Regions from separate parts of the Mus musculus genome. Here all the other regions are linked to region 3. The links are chromatin contacts, called in public promoter capture Hi-C maps. All regions are on one chromosome and are shown on one strand. Each heading gives the region's core, a stretch centred on a gene start, on an enhancer-like site or on the middle of the called end of the contact. The rest is flanking DNA. Distances are from core to core; before and after follow the strand shown. Region 1 holds the start of Pcsk7 (proprotein convertase subtilisin/kexin type 7). Region 2 holds the start of Pafah1b2 (platelet-activating factor acetylhydrolase, isoform 1b, subunit 2). Region 3 holds the start of Rexo2 (RNA exonuclease 2). Region 4 holds the start of Sik3 (SIK family kinase 3). Region 5 holds the start of Bud13 (BUD13 homolog). Region 6 holds the start of 1110032A03Rik (RIKEN cDNA 1110032A03 gene). Region 7 holds the start of Dlat (dihydrolipoamide S-acetyltransferase (E2 component of pyruvate dehydrogenase complex)).

Region 1 (2,700 bases), core at 198-2,697, 2.6 Mb before region 3:
TTTGTTCTGGACAGAAATGCAGTCATTCCAAACAGACGATAATCTGATAAGAATTTTCTGAATGGTCCACATACCTACCTCCATTTATTAAAGTTGACCTTTTTGGCCAAGATTCAATAATATGTTTAAATCCCTTTTGGCTGTTGCAGTCAAAGCATTCTCTATTAATTTAAGTGATAGGGTTTATGTGAGGTGTTTCCAAGAACAAGTCACCCCGGACCATCTCTGTGGGGTGTCTTTTAGCCTGACAGTATTCCTTTCCTACAGATGGGAATGTCTGGTATCTGCCAACGCCCCACTAACAAGTTACCATTGAGTCACAGGCTACTACTCAGTTACTCCAGGAGAAAAGGGAGATGTTGAAAAACATGGTAACTCAAGTAAGGGAACCCAAGAAGACGGTTTTTTACATTTTTATTTTTAAGAGCATCTTTTTTGCTGCAAAATAAACTCGGCCTTCTATGGTAACAAGAAAAACTAGGTGGTAAAAGTAGGATTAGTTCCCATTCCTGCTTTTATTTTGACAGCATCCCATGAATAGAATATCTCTGAACCCAGAAGAATGCACAAGAGCAGATACCGAGTCGGGCTGAATCAATAGTCACAGCTCAGTGCCTCAGTTTCCTCTCATAATAAAAAGCTCCTAGGTGAAAATGGGCCCTGAAACGCCATTATTGCATCTCGGATGCAATCAGTCTGCCTACAATAGGGTCGAGATCATTGCCTCCAACAGGGAACAAGGTCTGGGTCACCGATGCCCAGTAAACGAAAACCTTAGGGCAAGGGTCATACGTGAAACTCCGCAGCTAGAGCCCCAAACGAGAGGGATGGGGGGTGGGGTCGCACATCTGGCTCAAGAGCCCAGTGTGCCCAAGGGAATCCCGCAAGGCAGTGATGGTCACCAGTCAGGCGGCGACGCAGAAGGGGACAATGGGGGGAAGCTGCGCCGGGTGGTCACCGCCACTCTTCACAGGGAGCTGCCGCTACGCTGGCCCTTGGCACTGGCCAGCGCCACCTCCACCCCTTCCCCTCCGTCCTCACCGGCCGCCAGCTCCCGTCCCACTCCCAGGCCGGGCTCCCGCCCCTGTCCCCGCCGCCCCCTCCCCGCCGCCCCCTCCTCCTCCGCCGCGCCCCCCTAGTCCCGCCGTCCCGACCCGCGCGCGCCGCCCCGCACACACCTCCCGCGCCGCGCCCCCGGGGAGCCAAGCGGGGGGGAGGGAAGGGACGCACCTGAGCGGGCGGAGCGGGGGAGGGGGCGGCCAAGCCTGGGGGAGGGGTCGAGCGCTGGCCCGCGCGCGGCACCTCCCACTTCCGGCGGCGCGAGCGCAAGGGGGCGAGGCCGGGGCGGCGAGAGGAGCGGAACCCGCGGGGTGAGCGGCCGCCACCGACGGCGCCCTCTGGCGGCAGGCGCGGACAGCGACCGGACAACGGAGCCGCTGAGGGGACCAGCCCTGAGACCCAAGCGGAGCCCGAGGGACACGCGGGCCAGAGAGACGGCGGCCGGATGGAGGCGAGAGCCTCTCTGAGGAGTTTATGGGGAAGAGTCAAGGCTATGGCAGTCCGACGGAGAAGAGCCGCGAGGGGTGTTTAGAGGTCGGAACCGGGATGGTCCTTACAGAGGACGCCATGAAGGACGAGGGCCCTGTGGCGGAGGGGGTCCTGTGGCGGAGGACACGAGGATTCGAGGCGCCGGAACTCCCACAGCCCTCACGGGCCTGTGACAGAAGCTGTCGGCGGAGCGCCCGGAGCTCGGCCCGCTGGTCAAGAGGCCGCAGGCCCAGCCGCTGATTGGCTGCGGCGCCGGGCGGAAGTGATGTCGCTGTCAGTGGCGCCTCCGGCTCCGGGGAAGCCGAGAGTTTCCGTAGGGTGGGGGCTGCGGCGGCAGCAGCAGCAGCGACAGTAGCAACAGAGGCTGTGGGTGAGTCGGGAAGAAATGTAGTGGAGGCTGGACCTCGGATATACGGGGGACCATGGACCGGGGCTGGTCGGCGTCTGCGGAGGAGGTCCTTCGCTGAGGGCACCTTGGGTCCTGGCGTGGGCGACCCCAGAGGGACCGGGTCTCCGGGTCGTAGGTTCCGGACAGCATCGGTCCTAAGGAGAGAGAGGCACATTGCACGGAGCAGCTGAGTCCGCGTGGGAGTGGGGGCATCAGAAAACTCACTCTGTACAGACCCTGGTTCCTGTGAGTGGGGAGGCGGGGCTTGAAGGACGGTGGTTTAAGAGCAGAATCTTGAGCAGGAAAGGTGCCCGTCTACCTTAGTTGAGGGTGATGGGAGTCTATTTTCAGAAAGTGCTTAAGATTTCTTGCTCAGAGGTCTGAGAATAAGTGCTGCTGTGCCTCTGGACCACAGGGAGAAAAAAACAAACAAACAAACAAAACAAAACAAAAACAAAACTCGGTTTCTCTTCCAGAAATCTCTGTTGGAACCTACAGAGATTGTAGGAGCCTGCCTGAGTGGATGGCTGCTATCAAACCAGACTTTGGATTTACTTATATGCAGACTAGGGAAGACACCTGGGTATCTTGGGCCAAATTGAAGCAGCCCCAGGGGCAGGAAGAATGTAATAGGAAATATGCCATGGAACTTAAGGACATGGTGGCCCACACCTATAATAACAGCAGTAAAGGGGTGGAAGCAAGAGTTCTCAGCCAACCTTTATTATATAAAGAAAGCTTGTTTAAGCCGGATGTTGGTGGCA
Region 2 (2,700 bases), core at 24-2,523, 2.5 Mb before region 3:
CTGAAGAGGAAGGCAAGCCTCGTCCAGAATGCCCTGCCCCGGTCTCTGGTGGGCGGCCCCCCAGGATCCAGCCCATCCATAATTTATTATCAAGTGCCCATGCCAACAAATTAATGCACAATGATTCCCTCCCCTGCTCTCCCACAAGGAGGCAACCTTTAAGTCTGAACAATGTGCCCAGAGAAGGAACTGACGGGCAGACACAAGCCTCATCCAAGGGAAAGATAAGCTTGCATTTTTCTCTTTTCCACACCTTTTCCTCTGGCCCATTCTCTCCACTCAACTCAACGCTGTAGAAAATGCAAGTCTAGGACCTGCTCTTAGCGTCTTGGTGCCCTTCCCTTTGTCCATAGCCACGTTCTTCAGAGACGCCAACGCTTTATGGCTTTGGGTTTCCTTAAGATCCGTATATACATGATGAAAGGCAACGTCAGCCTGGGAGCTATGGAAAGGATAACGAGTCACTCTGCCATGAGTAACTCAAACCTGGAGACCACAGGCTCTGACCCGCTAAGTGGACATGGACCACAAGGGCTGGGGAGAGGAAACACACCTCCAAGGAAACTACTCACTGACAGATGTACCTGGCTGGCGGTAGGCCATCGGCCAAGTCACCAACGCCTGGGCCTCGTCGCCGAATGAAGTGGGTGACCCTTAAGGCTAGCCTCTACCAATCCTTTCAGAGCCCTGACACGGGTCTTTGGGAAGTATAAGCGAAGGCAACAGAGAAGTTTCGAATGAGGAGACAATTTTCGACGAGAAGGGCAAAGAGCGTGATCCGTTAAAAAAAAAAAAAAGGCACAACCCAGTCACAGGCTTGGGCCTAGAGGTCCCACCCCGGGGATGGAGGGAAAAGGCGACAGCTGAGGCAGGAGGCCGGGCCAGGGGACCCGCGGGCCGCTCAGCCGCTGGCCAGGGTGGAACCAGGGCGCCGCAGGGCAGCGGCGACGGCGCGGGGCCCCGGAGGCCCTGCAGGGCGACAGCGCGGGGCGCGGCGGGGGAGGGGCGGCGTGGGGGAGGGGAGCCGGGCCTCACAATACCGGCTCGCCCGCGCGTCCCACCCGTCACGACGAGGCCCCGGCTCCGCGGTCCCCACGATGCACTCACACAGGCAGAGGGTCCGTGCGGGGCCCTCAGCGGCTGCGGCGTCGGCGGGTTGCGCTTCAGTCGCTCGCTTGATCCCGACGGCCGCGTTCCGGCGCGCGTCCCCTCCTCGGGCCCCAGCACCAAGCAGCAGCGCCTCCACTTCCGGTCCCCCTGCCACTCGGGCAAATGGCTTCCGGAAGTCCCGCCCCTGGCTGCGGGGCTAGTTGCGGGGCGGGTGCGCCTCACTTTCCCTCGCAGTGCGCGCTCTTTGCTTGGCGCACAGGTCTACCGTCCCTGCCAAGTACTGACTTTGTTCTCTTTCTTTCCCCGACTTGAGCCTCCATCTTTCCTGTAACTGCCTTCCTGTCCTGATAGGATGACGGAAACTATCCGGAGATGGCCTTAGAGACAGTGTAGCTTGACCTCTCGCTGACGCTACTCCCTTCTTAGCCACTGATTTCCTCCACCGATGGGATAAACCAGATTGCAGAGAATGGGGAGAAATAGGCCCGAAGTTAAAAGGGGCAACCCCTACATTTACCAGCAGAATTTCTATGATGATACTCAGAATTGTGTGATAGATACCACTCGGGGAATAACAGAAACCCCAGTCTTTACCTTAGAAATCCATCCAGTTTAGGGGAGTACATAGAGAGTCAATGTAGAGATTAGATGCTAACGGCTGGATAAGTGCAGGACAGATCAGCGCCAAGAGGAGGGGCAAGAGATTGCGTCATCATTAGCAGGGAAACTTGGTGGAGCAGTGCCAGGGCTGGCTCTTTAATGATGGATAGGATTCATTCAAACTCATAATAGTGAATTGCAGAGCATTCCAGGACTCTGAAACTGATTGAGAATGTTCTTGAAACCTGTAAGCCTAAATTATCGAGATAATAAAATAAAATTTCAAATCACTTATGTGCTGCTTGTATTATCTCGAATGCAAAATAAAAATTTCAAGATAATGACTTTGTCACTGCCTCCATAACTCTTCTGCAGATATTCCAGTTACATATGGTACACTAGCAAGATCTCAGTAAGTGCTGTTTTAAGTGTTTTGATCAAGAGAATATCGTAAAGGGTTATTTAAACAGTTTAGTATTAAATACACTGTTAAGAGAAACAACTTGAATTGGTTTCCAATGATAAAGCCCTATGTCTGGGTTGTTTTTGTCAATGACACAAATCAGGGTCATTTGAGGAAGGGAACTTTAAAAATGCCTTCATCCGATTGGCATGTAGGCAGTCTATGAGGGTATTTTCTTGATTAATAATTGATGGGCGTATCCCACTGTGAGTGGTGCCACTTGGCGAAGGTGGCCCTGAGTTGAGTTGTATAAGAGCACACAGTCAGTCAGTAAGAAACGACATTCTATAGCTCCAGTTCCTACCCTGACTTCTCTCTGTGACAGCTGTGATCTGAGAGCTGTAAAGGAAGTAAGTCCTTTCCTCTCCACTTGGCTTTTAGTCATGGTGTTCCCCCTTCTCTCTCTCTCTCTCTCTCTCTCTCTCTCTCTGTCTCTCTGACACACACACACATTTTGATACTATCTTTTATTCATAAGAAACCTTGATTGATTGCTTGCTCTTAAAATGAAAAACGTAGCCCAGGAT
Region 3 (2,700 bases), core at 117-2,616:
GAAGGCACCTTTAGATCCCCAATGCCCTTTAAGTGGTATGAATGTATTTACACGGCATCACCTACTTCAGCCAAAATGTTAAGATCAGAGTCAGTTATCAGGCAGGCCATCTCAATAATCTGATCCTTCTCAATATCCAATCCTGTCATCTGTAAAACATAAATAAACAAGCATATAACAAACACATGAAACCACCTTTTGTTTTGTTTTGTTTTTGTTTTATTTTTTTGAGACAGGGTTTCTCTGTGTAGCCCTGGCTGTCCTGGAACTCACTCTGTAGACCAGGCTGGCCTCGAACTCAGAAATCCACCTGCCTCTGCCTCCCAAGTGCTAGGATTAAAGGCGTGCTGCCCAAGTTTACTTGACAGAGATTCCTTTGTGTGGACCCAGCTCACATTCTATGACCAGTAATGGTCTGGGCAGTACTCAGGGTATTAAGTTCTGAGTGCTCAGAGACTGCTAAAGGCACTTCCTGCGGGCGGGCCAGCTACTGTCAAACACATTTGTCCTGGGAACAGACTCAAAATAAGCAGGATGAAAACTTGACTACAGAAAAGTGAGCTCACGAACGTTACCTCTCGGAGGTTTACAATGGTTTCCGAAGTTTTCCCAACAACAACAACAACAAAAAAAGTTAACAAATGAACTCAGTTCGTAAGCAGAAAACTGGAGTTCAAGAGAGGCCTAGGTATGAATGCGTTAAAACTAAAATGGGTAACCTGAATCTTCCAATGGGGCCTCAATTTTCTCTTTTATGGAATGAGGGGTAAGGCTGAGTCATCTCCTGAGTCCTAGCTTAAGCAACCTAGTCTTTTAAGGCTAGGAGGTGGGGACGGAGCAGGGCTCAGAGTCGCTGCCCCAACTCTCACCCACGATCCTCAGAGTCACTAACGCGTAACACAAATTCACTTCTGGGTGGAGGTCGAGGCTAGGGAGAGGGGAGACACATGGACGGCTCCACCCAGATGGAAAGAAACCCCACAGTCCAGGGACAGTCCCAGACCCCGCAAAAACTCTTGACTCGGGGCTCCTGGGGCCGTGCTCACCTGTCGCACCTGACACCCAGATCCCTGCTGCTTCCCGGGACAGGGGAGTCCCTCGGTCCCACGCGCGAATCTGCGCTCGCCTCCCCGCACCCTCCTCGCCCCGGCCGCACTCTCACCTCCAGGTCCACCCAGACCATTCGCTGAGCCATGCTCTCCCCTGCCGCCATGGCTGCGCTACCTTCGCTGACACCTCGCGCCCCGAACTGCCCGCGCCTGCCACCCACGCCCCGCAACAGCCTGGCGCCCAGGGATACGCCTAGCATCACCCGGCACGAGCCGCCACGGCCCCAGCCCCGCCGGCCCAGCGCGCGCAGGCGCCACAGTCGCTAAACGTCGCAAACCCACGGGGAGGTGCCGGGAGAAGACTACAAGCCCCGGCATGCGAGGCGTCGGCTCGCCCTCCACAGCTACTCTCGGCTGCCGAAAGGGCTGATGGGAGTAGGAGTCCTTGGTCCAGCCTCCTGCTCCCCTCCCCCGCCACGTGTTTTCGGATGTTAAGGGACTTGCTAGTATTTCACCGCTAAAGTTTGTCTGTTTCCAGGAGATATCATTCCTGAGTTTTTATTAGTTCTAAGCTGCGAAGTTGAAGAGGCTTTACTTTGAAAAATATGGTTATATGTTTAAGAATTGTTTTAAATCTACCTTTTCCTTACTGCTACCTCCCTCAGTTTTTCTTTTTTTTTTTTTTTTTACCTGCCCCTCCCTTCCGCGTATTGAGTATATTTCTTATTTACTTGGAATCCGAGTGACGTGCTCTTTTGAGCTACAAGGCCAATTCCGCCATCACCGTTTAGGAGTCCTTAAATGGTCTCTTTTCTGAAAGATGACTTCGCACATATCAGGTGTTCCATAAATGTTCCTTTCCCATTATTGGCAGAAGCCTTGTCTCGTTTTCTAGGATGCCAGGACGTGTAGGCTGTGTTTCGGTTGTTAGATCGTATACTATTCTACCTTTTGCAGCCCACTAAAGAGAGTTGGAATAGCTCTGCCTGCTCTGTCCTGCGCTCTGCCTTTGCCGATCGCTCTGGTTTTAATAGACGGGTCCTTAATCTCCCACAATAGATACGGTTTTCATCACCTACGCTCGAAGGGGCCTCTGCGGAGATCTTATATTTTAGCTCAGTAGCAAACGCCTCTGCAAAGGGCAATTTTGTCACAAACGTGCTCAGTCTTGAATCACATACTCTGTGTCTTTTTCTGAAAGCTGTGTTGCCAGTAATTACAGAGCTTGTGGTTGGTGGCATAGTTATTCCTACCCGGTGAGCTGGTTTTGTGAGACAAACATTGTTGCCTAATCAAAGCTTTAAGGATGCTGCAACCTACAAGTGGATTTCAGCTACTCCACCGGTGACCTGCCAAGCTTGGCCAGAGAAACGGAAAAAATCATGGAAACGGGTGTCAAATTACATGTTCAATTTTACTGCAGAATGGGTATGTATATTATAACGGCATTACCTAGTAGAACATACTGTTAAGTTTGTAATCATTTGTGGCCCTACTCATAGGAAGGAGAACTCTATTGTAGCATTGAAACTTTTTTTTTAAGACAAAGAGACACACTACAGAACCCAAGCTGGCCTGGAATTCTGCCTCCCAAGTACTAGGATTAAAAGTGTGCAACACCACACCTGGCTATATAGGAATTTGAATCCGC
Region 4 (2,700 bases), core at 77-2,576, 2.5 Mb before region 3:
TCACATGGGGGGAATCAGAACATTGGGGAAAGACCTGTGGTCAGAAAGGGTAAGCATGTATTTCCTTTCTCACATACCCAGTGACCTGGATGTCACTTTTTGATACTGCACAGAGATGTGACAATACTCCTGTGCCATGGAGGGAGATACAGGTGTGGGTAGAATAGCACTGGATACATGAGATACAATTATATAGAGGAATGCACACAGCCTTCTTCCTTCCTTTTCTAACGGACCAAAGGCTATCTCTCCTTTACAGCCCAATTTCCTATCCCCACCAGAGGCAGATAAATCAATCTACTTAATAAGGAAGGAGGAGGGGGAGAGGCTCAGTTACAGCCCAGGATGTGGAATGTCAGATAACAGGAGGGAAGAAAGAGGGATATGAGTTTTATTGCAGGGGTTATTAATTTGATCACTCTTAATGTCCTTGGAGAGTCATTAGTAGGGATGGAATTTATATTAGTTACTCGTTTTGCTTAACGGATTGCTCATCTTTAAGCATGACGTGGCCCTGAATGCAACACACTTCACCAGTACTAACCCAGCAACAGAAAACGAGTGAAGAGATTCTGACCAACTGGCTGGAGAATTGTTCCGAGTCAGGGGTGGCAGGAAGGAAAATGACGGTCCTTTTCTGGCCCTCACCCACCCAAAGACTGGAACGCATGTTTGGGATGGGTTCAACATCCTTGAATATGCAAACTCTAATTTCCGCACTCTTCTGTGTTCGATGACTTATTAGATTGATTGTACGAAGTGAGCTGGGCTTTGTAAGAGTTTTTGCTGAACAATTCCCCTGCCTTGCTACCAACTTGGTTACAGTTGCTTAAATACTGTAGCTATTCCTGCCTCTGTGGCCTCCAGGGCTAAAGTGGGACAAGGCTGGTATTTTTGGTGACGAGGAAATCCTTTTAAGGGAGGTTTGGTGATGACTGAACTGGGACACAGGTCGGAGCAGGGATCCCATCAGCGAACCAGGGGCCATCGGGAGTCTGGTTCTGGGGTCTCCCCATCTCATATCCCTACCTCGCTAGGCGCGGCGGAAGCTTAGAAGTTGCTGCTGACCCTCGACGTTTTCAATGCCTGTTCCCCAGAGGGGGGCACTAGGGAGCCGGCGCCTCAGGAACAGGGACCCACGCGGGAAGGTCGAGCTCGCCCGGTGAGGTCACGGTTGCCATGGCTTCGGGCAGTGACGCGCGTCCGCACGTGACGCGCGGTTGCCATGGCGTCGGGCGCCCGGCGGCGCGGGAGCCCCGCCTCCCGGAGTGACGTCTGTCGGCAACCCCCCTCTTTCGGCCCCCCCGCGCCCCCTCCCCCCCGGCCGGCTCCCCGCGGCCCCGGAGGTTTCACTGCACAACAAGATGGCGGCGGCGGCGGCGAGCGGAGCTGGCGGGGTTGCCGTGGCCGGAGCAGGGGGAGCCGGGCCGGCCGGCCGCCTGCTGCCTCCGCCCGCCGCGGGGCCCCCGGCAGCCCCCGCCGCAGTGCCCCCGGCCGCCGTCCCGGCGCGTCCCACAGCCCCGGCCTCCCGCGGGTCGATGGCCGCTCGCATCGGCTACTACGAGATCGACCGCACCATCGGCAAGGGCAACTTCGCTGTGGTCAAGCGGGCCACGCACCTCGTCACCAAGGCCAAGGTAGTGGCGCTGGGGACCGCGCGGCTGCGGGCTGCGCTGCCCGGGGGGCGTTGCAGCAGGGCGGTGGGGCCAGGGGAGTCCGCGATTCCCCGGGGCTCGGGTCAGGGTCAGCAGTGGGGACCGGTGCTGGCGGGAGAAGGCAGGGACCTCAGAGCGGAGGGGTTCCGGAAGGGGGGGCTCCGGGAACTTAGCAGCTGGACATCGGAGAGGTCCCCAGGGCTGTGCGCAGGGTCGGGGGGGGGGGGTGACTGGAAAGGAGGCGTTGGAACTCTCTGGGGGCCGGCGGACTGCACGCCAGGAAGACTCCGGAACCAGCAATTAGGAAACCATCAGAACGAGGGCAGGGGCATATGAAATGTGGACCACAGGATGGGGGAGACGCGCAAACTGGCTGCCTCAGGCTTCCCAGGACGGCTGGGGCATGGGGCTGAGGGTGTGCGGTGGGGTGCAAGACACCGGGAAGAGAAGGACCTGGCACCTATACCAGAGAAAGGAATCCACGTTTGATTATTTAAGACGGGGAGATGGTGTCAGTTGTAAGCCTGAGGAAGTATACTTGATTATGGGAAGAGTCAGTGAAGAAAGCAGGGAAATAAGGGGGAAAAAAATGGAATGGACCCATGACCAGATGTCCCAAGGCTCAGGGTTCCTGGTGACACTAGCTAACCAAGGGTTAAACAATTTAGGATAAGATGGTTTGCTGGTTATTTTTAGTTGTCAGAGGGTCTGAAATGGTGGGCTTTTTAGAACTCGGGGTGGGCTTTTCAGTAGGGAAGGGAACCGTGGGATTGGCACGACAGAATTCCACTCATTTGGGCCCTTTGGTTCCCAAGGGATTTGAGGAGCTGTAGTAGTGAAACTGGCCAAGGTCAGTTAGGAAACCATGTATGTATACGCATGTAGTATATTTTTTAAAGGACTCAGAGGGTAGCACTTTTACCTATCTTTCTTCATTGAGAGTATCAAGGAAAATCATTCAGTTTTGATGGAAGCCACAAAACCCATTTGAATTCCCAACTCGTCTTTGCTCAATACCTCACTTAAATGGATACTTTTAACGTAG
Region 5 (2,700 bases), core at 116-2,615, 2.2 Mb before region 3:
ACTAAGCTGGGTCACACTGAGTCACACTCAGCTCCGAGGAGACTGAGGACAGCTTGGGCCATGCAGTGAGAGTCCGTCTTCATGAAAAGAAATGAGGAAGGAAAAACCAGTTTAGTTTCCTAAGCAAATCTTTCTTGAGGTGGCTGCTGTAGAGGCAGCATTTGATTCACTCCAATAGGCCATCCTGTCTGCTCTGAGCCAGGTACACCTGTGTGGAGTCTAGCTGTTCTCATGCAGCTTAAAGCAGTCTGGAAAAGCAGGGTGGCACACACCTTTAATCCCAGCAGAGGCAGGTGGTTCTATGAGTTTGAAGCCGATTTGGTCTACAGAGGAAGTTCCAGGACAGCCTGGGCTACACAGAAAAACCCTGATTCAAGACAAAACGAATTCAAACTGGATAACCAGCACCATCCTTGTTTGGCCTCTGCTAGCAAAAATTAGAGCCAGGCAGTATGAAGATGTGTGGGTTCCTGTACTTACCCGAAAGTTCTTATTATCTATAAAGGAGGCTAATAAAACTGAAGGGTAGGTCATGGTGTCCAGCCACTTGAGAGGCTGAGGAGGAAGGCTAACAAATTCAGGGGCAGCTTAGGCAATTTAGATCTTCAACATTCAAAAGAGTGGGGATGTAGTTCTATAGAACTCCTGCATACCATGTGCAAAAGGCCTTGGGTTTAATCCTCGGTGCTGGATGAAAGAAAAAAAAATTGTGAGGGTTAAGTGAGAAGTCATAAAACACTTAACCCTTTATAGAAGAAACTCCAGAATCTTCCTGGTTTCTTTGCCACACTGACCACGAATCCATTTCACTGGGAAGAGTTTATATCATTTTTTAGAAAGACATATCAAAGGTGAGAAGGTCAGTACAGGTTTGATAAAAACCTATCAAACTTTTATAGTCACAAGTTTGACTTCCCCTAAATGGTACCCGGAAGCCTCTTCCAGCAGACTTCCCACCAAAAGGTATTTATAGCAATAAAAGTGATTGAAATTGAAACGTTTGGTACAGCGTCCATTATTAAAACGCTGCTCAAGAATGTGCCCCTAGTGGTACAGCTATGGTAAGTCCCACCATTCATACAGGTGTTCTTCCTTACTCTGGCGCTGATGCTGCCAGGGTAGGATCATGTTACATCGGCCTGTGGCTTCTCAGCTGAGACAGCGTGGGCTGCAGGCTGTTGCACCGATTCGTCGTCTCAGGAAAAGCACAGCCAGCCCGAGATGCACGCACTCTCCCCTGGAGCCTCTTAAGGCTCAAGTCTTTAAGTCCAGCAGTTCAAAAAGTCCCCGTCCTAAAGCTTCCGCTTCTGGCTCCACCCCTACCGTTTCGCGTTGAAGAATTTTGTCCCCCACGCCGAGCTGTTGCCCCGCCCTCGCCGCTGCCATGGCGGCAGCTCCGCCACTCACCAAAGCTGAGTATCTGAAGCGTTACTTGTCTGGGACAGATGCTGGCTTGGAAGGAGGTCCCGAGGCCGGTCGCAAGCGGCGCAAAAAACGGCCGAAGCCTGGAGGCGCTGGCGGCAAGGGGTGAGTGGACTGGTGAGGTGTCGCGCTGCCCGGTGGCGCCCTCGGCCGCAGCTCTTCCTCGTCCTGGCCCGCGCGGTGCTGCCGACCCCGGCCCGAGCTCAGGCCCCGCTCCACTGCCCCGGGGCGGGATTGTAGCTGCCACTGGCAGCTCAGACCTCATCCTCTGAGCAGCGCCTTCCTTGTGTTAAAGGCAGCTAGAACTTAACTCACTTTCTCCCCGCGTTTGTAGCTTACGTCGTTCCATGTACAGATTGAAAGTCGTGTCCAAGAATAGCAAAGCTGATTCAAACCTTTTTCTTTCTCACTTTATTTCTCTCTTTCTCCCTTCCCTTCTCTTTCTTTCCTTCTTCTTTTTCTCTTCCCTCTTCTTTCTTTCTTTCTTTCTTTCTTTCTTTCTTTCTAGATCCAAAAATCTCTTTCTGAGGGTTCCAAAGTGCCAGGAACTGATCTGGAATCAAAGACCCATATCCTATTACTCACATCTACTACTAACAGTAACAACTAAAATGGGAACAGTTCACATCCTGTGCCTGGCCTCTTTCTAAAATAGTTGACCATATAGCTTTCAGAACATTGTAATGGAGCAGACATTTATATTAAACACTATACTTCCAGATTGCAAAGAGATGTGCTGAGACAGAGTTCAGATGAAATGTCCATTAGTAACTTGGCCACTGGAATCTGGAAAGGTTGGGTTAGGATATCCAACATCAACCTACAGAACAAAAGGAAATGTCTGTATTTGTAGGCTTTAGAGCAGCAGCCCTAAGTTTAGCAGCTTACTGAAGGTGCTATTTTGGATAGAAAGTTGAAACTCTGGGGGCTAATTCCATTCTCACACTCCACCCCCAGGTCTACTAAATGCTTATCAGCTTAAAGAGAGTACTAGATAGGATACAAAGTGTGGCTCACCCTCTCTGTGGGGCAGTATCATGGTCTAACAGTATTATTACCGTATGGTCCATTGAACTGGGTCGAATTAGTCCCTCATTTCCACACTTCTCTTCATTAGAGCTTGAGCATGACCTCATTTATAGATGGAATCTTTGTGGTGTTACCAGTTAAGATGAGCCTATATTCAGTTAAGGTGGTGTTGAATTCAGTGTGGCTGATGTCCCTGGAAGAAGGGGCAATGGCATGCAGGGGGAAAGTTTAAGCTTTGGAGCAATACTG
Region 6 (2,700 bases), core at 38-2,537, 2.3 Mb after region 3:
TAATGAGAAATGGAATACTTGGCCTTTTTCCGAGACAGGGTCTCTCTGTGTAGCCCTGGCTGTCCTGGAATTCACTCTGTAGACCAGGCTGGCCTTGAACTTAGAAATTTACCTGCCTCTGCCTCCCAAGTACTGGGACTAAAGGTGTGTGCCACCACAGCTGGCTATACTTGGTTATTGTGGTGGCTGGTTTTCAGTTTTTAGCTAACTACTTCCAGATAGACACGCCCATCTGATCAATGTTAGAGTGCTAGATTGTCTTTTCAAACGTGATTTTGGGAGGAAAGTTGATTTTTCTGAAGGTCACCTGATCAGGATTGTCAAGGACAAAAAGCCCTTACCAAATCAATAAAGTAGCTTCATTTTTTCTCAAATGAATTCAAAGTTTTTCATTTTACATTTTGAGACCTCCTGCTGGCTGTCATTTAGTGGCTTTCTATATTCTATAATATATTTCTATATTCTCAGAATAGGGTCTAGGCTATTAAATGGTTAAAACACTCAATTTGGTCTGGCTTCCTTTTTAACTCTACAGTGTCACCTGCTAGTCCGTCTCCCGGCCAACTGTGTTCAACCAGTCAAACATAACTTTTTTTTTTTTTTAACTATGATTTTATGAACATTGTTCCTTCTGCCTTTTTAATCCTTTTTACCTAACTAAAACGAGCTCCCCTCCCCCAACTAGCTTTCAGCTCAGGCTAACTTCAGGGAATCTATGTCTCCCTTCCCCAGCTTCGTAGGGCTTCCCCTTGTGTATGCTTCATTCATAGTATCCCGAATTCCTTCACTCACGGTGGGTACACACCCCATTCTATTCGAGTTGCCTCTTCTGCTGTGTGCATTTGTCATCTGACAGCAGGCAGGCCACTTCCAGTTCATCCATACACCTAGTTGCTCTCACAGTGCTATGGAACAAGACAGGCGTTCAATGTTACTTCTTGAAAATAGGATATATAAACACCTGGAGATATGTTGAGTGGTTGAGAGAACAGGAGACAGCCATGTCAGGAGATGGTGCAGTTACAGCGTCCTGAGCCTCTGGAATACGCAGGACTCGTCTCACCCCTCAGTTAGTGACAGTTATGCTTCAAGCAAGAATGGCGAAGACGCTCAGGGCCGTCCGTGTTGGGCCGTCCGAGTACTGAAAAGAAAACGAGCCTTTGGAGGCGCACAAAGGTGAAGGGGCAAGGCCAAGAGCTCCATTTTACTTCCCCGCTCGAAGCTCCCGAGCAGTAGCTCCAAATGTTTATCCTGGTAACAAGCTGTTGATGCGTCATCACTTAGTGCCGGGTGGAGTGGGGAGGGGAGGGAGACGAGGCCCACGCGAAGGAAGTGACGTAAGAAATGTGCGCCCCGGAGAGCGCCGGCAGGTAAGCCGGAGGAGACCATGCTTCCCCGGCGCCTCCTGTTGGTCGGGGAGGGGAATTTCTCCTTCGCCGCTTCTCTGATCGACGGCCTGGATCCCAGCGTCAGTGTTACCGCTACCGGCTTCCAGCACCGGGCGGCTCTGGAGGGAGATCCGGTAGCGCTAGAGAACCTAAAGCGCCTGCGCGAACGAGGTAGCAAGTCCCAGCCCGCCCCGAGGGCCCGCCCGGAGCGTAAGGGTGTGGCTCGCGCGGGGAACTCGAGGGCGCCTCCTGGGGGCGCTCAGGCGGATGCGCGTGTGTGCTCAGGTCTGGGCTGGGCTGCATTGTTGGCAACCCAACCATGCATTGAGTGGTGGTGTTTGTCCAGGTTTACAGATCTTAAGACGTCTTTTGGTCTCTATTTCACGCCTTTAAACCTTGCCAGGTGTCGAAGTGCGTTTTGGTGTGGACTGTACCCAGCTGTCACATGCCTTGCCAGCCGACGATAGGGATTTTGATCGAATTTATTTCAACTTCCCGCACTGTGGACGAAAAGCTGGAGTAGCTAAGAACAGGGAACTGCTTGCCAAGTTTTTCCAGAGGTGAGGCAAGACGAGTCCTGGCATAGAAAATGTTTCCAGGTTCCCATAACCAAATCACTGCACACAAACTTTGTCGTTGGGGAAATAAGTTGCTAGAATACACGAGGAAAGAAGATAAAACCCAGAGAAAACCATAATCTTGTCTTAAAGATTTACGTATAACCCTAGATGTTAAAGTATAAATTACAAGGAAAAGGCAAGTTTATTTTTCAAAAATTAGTGTGTGTATGAGTGTGGCGGTCAGAGAACAACTTACAGAAGCGGGTCCTCCTTCCATCGTGTATCCAGGAGATAGAACTTTGGCTACTAGGCTTGGTGGCAAGCACCATTACCCAAATTGTGTGTGTGTGTGTGTGTGTGTTTTTAAATATGGATATGGGTGTTTTGTCGGCATGCATGTCTGTGCAACAGTTGTGTGCCTCCTTAGAGGACATTGGTTCCCCTGGGACTAGAGTACTGATTGGTGTCGCCATCATATGGGTACTGAAAATTGAACTTTTGAACAGCTAGTGCTCTTAACTGCTGAATCTTTCAGCCCACCTCAAAAAGGTTTTAAAAAATGCAAATCGTAAGAGTCAGTATAGCTTGATGACGACAAGATTGGATTTAAGAGTCACATGGCCTAGGTTCAAATCCTAGCTCGCTGCTTACCAGTTAAAACTGTCGTCAGGTGTAGCCCTTACCTGCTTCTCCTCCCACCCCAATCTATAAACTGGCTATTAATAGCAGCTTAAAGTGATTATGAATTTAAA
Region 7 (2,700 bases), core at 153-2,652, 2.2 Mb after region 3:
CACTACCACAGACTTGAAAGAACGGTTTAAAAACATTTTGGGTAGAAGCTAGGCATTGCTAACATTGTAACATTGGGGGTGGGGGGGGATATCTCTGAGCATTGCAGGCCAGCCAGAGTTACACCGTGATCTCAAAAACAATTTAGCTAGCTGCTGACAACGTAGCTAACCAATCATCTCTAATAAATGGGGAGGTGGGAGGGGAGCTGCTTCTTAAAGAGAAAGAGGAAACTACCTACCAGAAGGCTAAGCTTTAGTCTATTCAGCAAAGCCACTCCCTTAGGTAAAATCTGCGTGTTTTAAGACTTACCTCTGCAATTAGATCACCCTCACTGATTTTTTCCCCTTCTTTTTTTTCCCAGCGGGCTATGGTGCCTGCCTGCATTGTAGGGGAAAGGGAAGGTAATGGAACCTGCAGAAAAAGAAGCATACATTTAAACAGGCATACTTAGCCCTCGGCGTGCTTTCATTCCACCCAAGTTCATGCAGAGTATTTACTGAGTCACATTTCAAACTGTTCACTGGAGATACAAAGGGAGATCTAGCACTCCAGAAATTCATGACTTTCAGAGGCAGGTTGATCCTCCAGTCAGTCTAGTGGATCTGAGAAAGCACGTGAGACTTCTCAGACCTTTTGCCCATAGCCGCAGGCTTAGACCTCTTTCAATAGAAAAGATGCCCACTGGGAAGGTCTTGGGCGAGGGACCGTAATAGATCTGGGAGGGAGCTGGCTGTCGGAGGCCTCTCAAGGAGGATTCCCCACGCCAAGGAGCGGGCTCTGAAGGACAACAGGCTCCAGGGTGGGTCACTCACCTTCTGATGCGGAGGGAGGCTGTAAGAGCGGCGGCTGGGCGACCCCAGGAGTTGTCGCAGCAAGCGGTTACGCGGGACAGTGCCGGAGCCGGAGCTCCAGCCGCACAAGGAGCGGACCCCATAGCGGGGGATCCCACTACCGCAACGGACCGCAGCGGGGCCAATCCGCGGGCTCCCGCATGGGGCCCCGGGGCCTTCCTTCAAGGCCGCCCACCGAGCCCTGAACCCATCCCTGGGCACAGCACTCCGCGCCCTCCGCGCACAGACGCGCCACATTACTGCCACCGACCCCCACGCCCCAAAGGCTCCGCCGTCTCCGGAGTGACCTCTCCAAGAGCAGCGCGGCTCTGCCGTCAGCCGCGCACTGCGGTCGCGCAGTGTCGTAAAAGCGGCTGCTTGGACGGGCGACCGGAACGTAGGGTTTCCGTGCCCCTCTGCGGGGGGGACGCGTCGGAGACACCCGAGAGGGACGGGAGGCTGCCGCTTAGGATCTGCGGTGACGAAGGCGCTGCGAGGCAGTGCGGGGGCGGTGCACGTTTGGGAGAAACGGGAAAGGCCCTAGGAGAGGTGTCGCAGAGGATGGGAAGTACGGACCAGGGCCGCTCTAAGGGACCCGAGAGTCGGACCGGCTGCAGCCTGAGGGCAGGGAGGCGGTGCCAAAGGGAACGACCGCCTTTGCTTTAAGAAAAAGCTGGGGAAAAGAGCCCGGGCTGACAGTAATGCAAAGCTTTAGGTCGATGGGTGCGGGCGCACCTTGGAAAGTTGGAGAAAGGAAAGGCCCTCGAGTGACGGGGGATCAGGGGGTGACCCTTGGCTGCAGAGCCCGCCCCGTGCAGGCTGTCCTAGGTCCCTAACCCACCGGAAACGGGAGCAGCAGGGTTTTCAGCCAAATGATGTGAAGGGCAGCCAAGAGAAAGGTACATTTTCACATTTCCAGTTAGTCACAGAAGACTAATTATATTTCCTCTATAAAGATACTTGTTTGTAAAAAGCAGTTTTATTACCCCCAGATTTCCACCGTATCCTCTTAAATAGCGAAAATATTTTAACACACACACATTCCTTTAATTATAGCATTACGGAGACAGAGGCAGGTGGAACCCTAGATTCCAGGACAGCCTGGTTTAATGCTGTTCATTGCCAGGCCAGCTTGGGCTACATACTGAGATTCTTTTTTTTTTTTTTTTTAAAGAAAGGTTTAAGATACAACTTTGCGAAAGTCGTTGTCGTGCTGTCCCGCAGTTCTGTGAATTCAATAGGAAAACAACAACAGAAACCTTTCTTAAACTATGGAGTAACAATGTGGGGTCAAAAGAAAAAAAATGGCAACAGTGAAAAGCTGCCGAACCCAGCCGCGCCAACCTAGGTTGTTTCTCACTACTGCTGCCTACACTGAATCCTACCGCGTCGCTGCAGCTGTGGCTGTGAGGACACCCGTGCCCTTTGTACTGCCATGCCCTCGGTGTCACACGAGGCCAGCCAACACTGCCTGAAACACCTTGGCACAGATTCCCCGTGTATGGTGTGATTCGCACTGGTTTTACTGTACAAAGTGTTCTGCTCTCACGTGAGCATAATGATTTAATTGCAGAAAGACATTTCCCACAGTTATCCCTTCTATATAAACATTATAGTAGTATAATCTTTAGGTTGAATTGTTATGAGTATTTGGATTTTAAAATTGCCGTGGCTGATTTGAATTTCATAGAAAATCAATCAGTGAATTTTGGTTTGAGATTAGGACTAAATTTTCCAGTAAATGTCTCCCTAGATTTTCCTATTCTATGTATATATATAATATATATATATATATATATATATATATATATATATATATATATATATTAAATTATGACATTATTTTCTGTGTATATGCTAACCAACTCC

Evidence for each region. Promoter capture Hi-C pulls out the DNA fragments that hold promoters and counts their contacts.
Region 1: a contact with region 3 is called in a promoter capture Hi-C map of pre-B cells, with 4 times the contacts expected there. The contact joins the promoter of Pcsk7 here to the promoter of Rexo2 in region 3. A contact is called at or near these places in 5 of 39 promoter capture datasets (the 3T3-L1 cell line, erythroid cells, liver and 1 more) and 1 of 115 datasets of contacts at active chromatin or transcription factors (large pre-B cells).
Region 2: a promoter capture Hi-C map of pre-B cells shows a contact between it and region 3. The contact joins the promoter of Pafah1b2 here to the promoter of Rexo2 in region 3. A contact is called at or near these places in 2 of 39 promoter capture datasets (hippocampal neurons and pre-B cells) and 3 of 115 datasets of contacts at active chromatin or transcription factors (the NIH/3T3 cell line, embryonic stem cells and large pre-B cells).
Region 4: a promoter capture Hi-C map of pre-B cells shows a contact between it and region 3, with 5 times the contacts expected there. The contact joins the promoter of Sik3 here to the promoter of Rexo2 in region 3. A contact is called at or near these places in 3 of 39 promoter capture datasets (the C10 cell line, hippocampal neurons and pre-B cells), 4 of 115 datasets of contacts at active chromatin or transcription factors (astrocytes, extraembryonic endoderm stem cells, large pre-B cells and 1 more) and 1 of 9 other capture datasets (adipose tissue).
Region 5: a promoter capture Hi-C map of pre-B cells shows a contact between it and region 3, with 3 times the contacts expected there. The contact joins the promoter of Bud13 here to the promoter of Rexo2 in region 3. A contact is called at or near these places in 12 of 39 promoter capture datasets (the 3T3-L1 cell line, 3T3-L1-derived adipocytes, the C10 cell line and 6 more), 6 of 115 datasets of contacts at active chromatin or transcription factors (astrocytes, differentiating embryonic stem cells, embryonic limb bud and 3 more) and 1 of 9 other capture datasets (adipose tissue).
Region 6: a contact with region 3 is called in a promoter capture Hi-C map of erythroid cells, with 23 times the contacts expected there. The contact joins the promoter of 1110032A03Rik here to the promoter of Rexo2 in region 3. A contact is called at or near these places in 2 of 39 promoter capture datasets (erythroid cells and pre-B cells), 1 of 484 Hi-C or Micro-C datasets (B cells) and 1 of 9 other capture datasets (adipose tissue).
Region 7: a contact with region 3 is called in a promoter capture Hi-C map of pre-B cells. The contact joins the promoter of Dlat here to the promoter of Rexo2 in region 3. A contact is called at or near these places in 3 of 39 promoter capture datasets (erythroid cells, hippocampal neurons and pre-B cells).

What each region holds. Positions count from the first base shown.
Region 1 is chr9:45,905,122-45,907,821 of GRCm38.p6, forward strand. It overlaps Pcsk7 (proprotein convertase subtilisin/kexin type 7), which reads left to right and starts at 1,448. Exons shown (of 17, transcript NM_008794.2): 1 at 1,448-1,918. It overlaps Rnf214 (ring finger protein 214), which reads right to left and starts at 1,790. Exons shown (of 14, transcript NM_178709.5): 1 at 1,231-1,790.
Region 2 is chr9:45,983,598-45,986,297 of GRCm38.p6, forward strand. Pafah1b2 (platelet-activating factor acetylhydrolase, isoform 1b, subunit 2) reads right to left here and starts at 1,274. Exons shown (of 6, transcript NM_008775.3): 1 at 1,108-1,274.
Region 3 is chr9:48,479,245-48,481,944 of GRCm38.p6, forward strand. It overlaps Rexo2 (RNA exonuclease 2), which reads right to left and starts at 1,367. Exons shown (of 7, transcript NM_024233.4): 1 at 1,163-1,367; 2 at 66-149. The coding sequence starts at 1,309.
Region 4 is chr9:46,011,494-46,014,193 of GRCm38.p6, forward strand. It overlaps Sik3 (SIK family kinase 3), which reads left to right and starts at 1,327. Exons shown (of 25, transcript NM_027498.3): 1 at 1,327-1,637. The coding sequence starts at 1,365. It also overlaps a transcript of Pafah1b2 not described here.
Region 5 is chr9:46,281,647-46,284,346 of GRCm38.p6, forward strand. Bud13 (BUD13 homolog) reads left to right here and starts at 1,366. Exons shown (of 10, transcript NM_146000.2): 1 at 1,366-1,527. The coding sequence starts at 1,385. Zpr1 (ZPR1 zinc finger) reads left to right here. Exons shown (of 14, transcript NM_011752.2): 14 at 1-997.
Region 6 is chr9:50,766,897-50,769,596 of GRCm38.p6, forward strand. It overlaps 1110032A03Rik (RIKEN cDNA 1110032A03 gene), which reads right to left and starts at 1,288. Exons shown (of 4, transcript NM_023483.4): 1 at 962-1,288. The coding sequence starts at 1,003. It overlaps Fdxacb1 (ferredoxin-fold anticodon binding domain containing 1), which reads left to right and starts at 1,342. Exons shown (of 5, transcript NM_198675.2): 1 at 1,342-1,559; 2 at 1,792-1,948. The coding sequence starts at 1,388.
Region 7 is chr9:50,658,378-50,661,077 of GRCm38.p6, forward strand. It overlaps Dlat (dihydrolipoamide S-acetyltransferase (E2 component of pyruvate dehydrogenase complex)), which reads right to left and starts at 1,403. Exons shown (of 14, transcript NM_145614.4): 1 at 814-1,403; 2 at 311-412. The coding sequence starts at 1,089.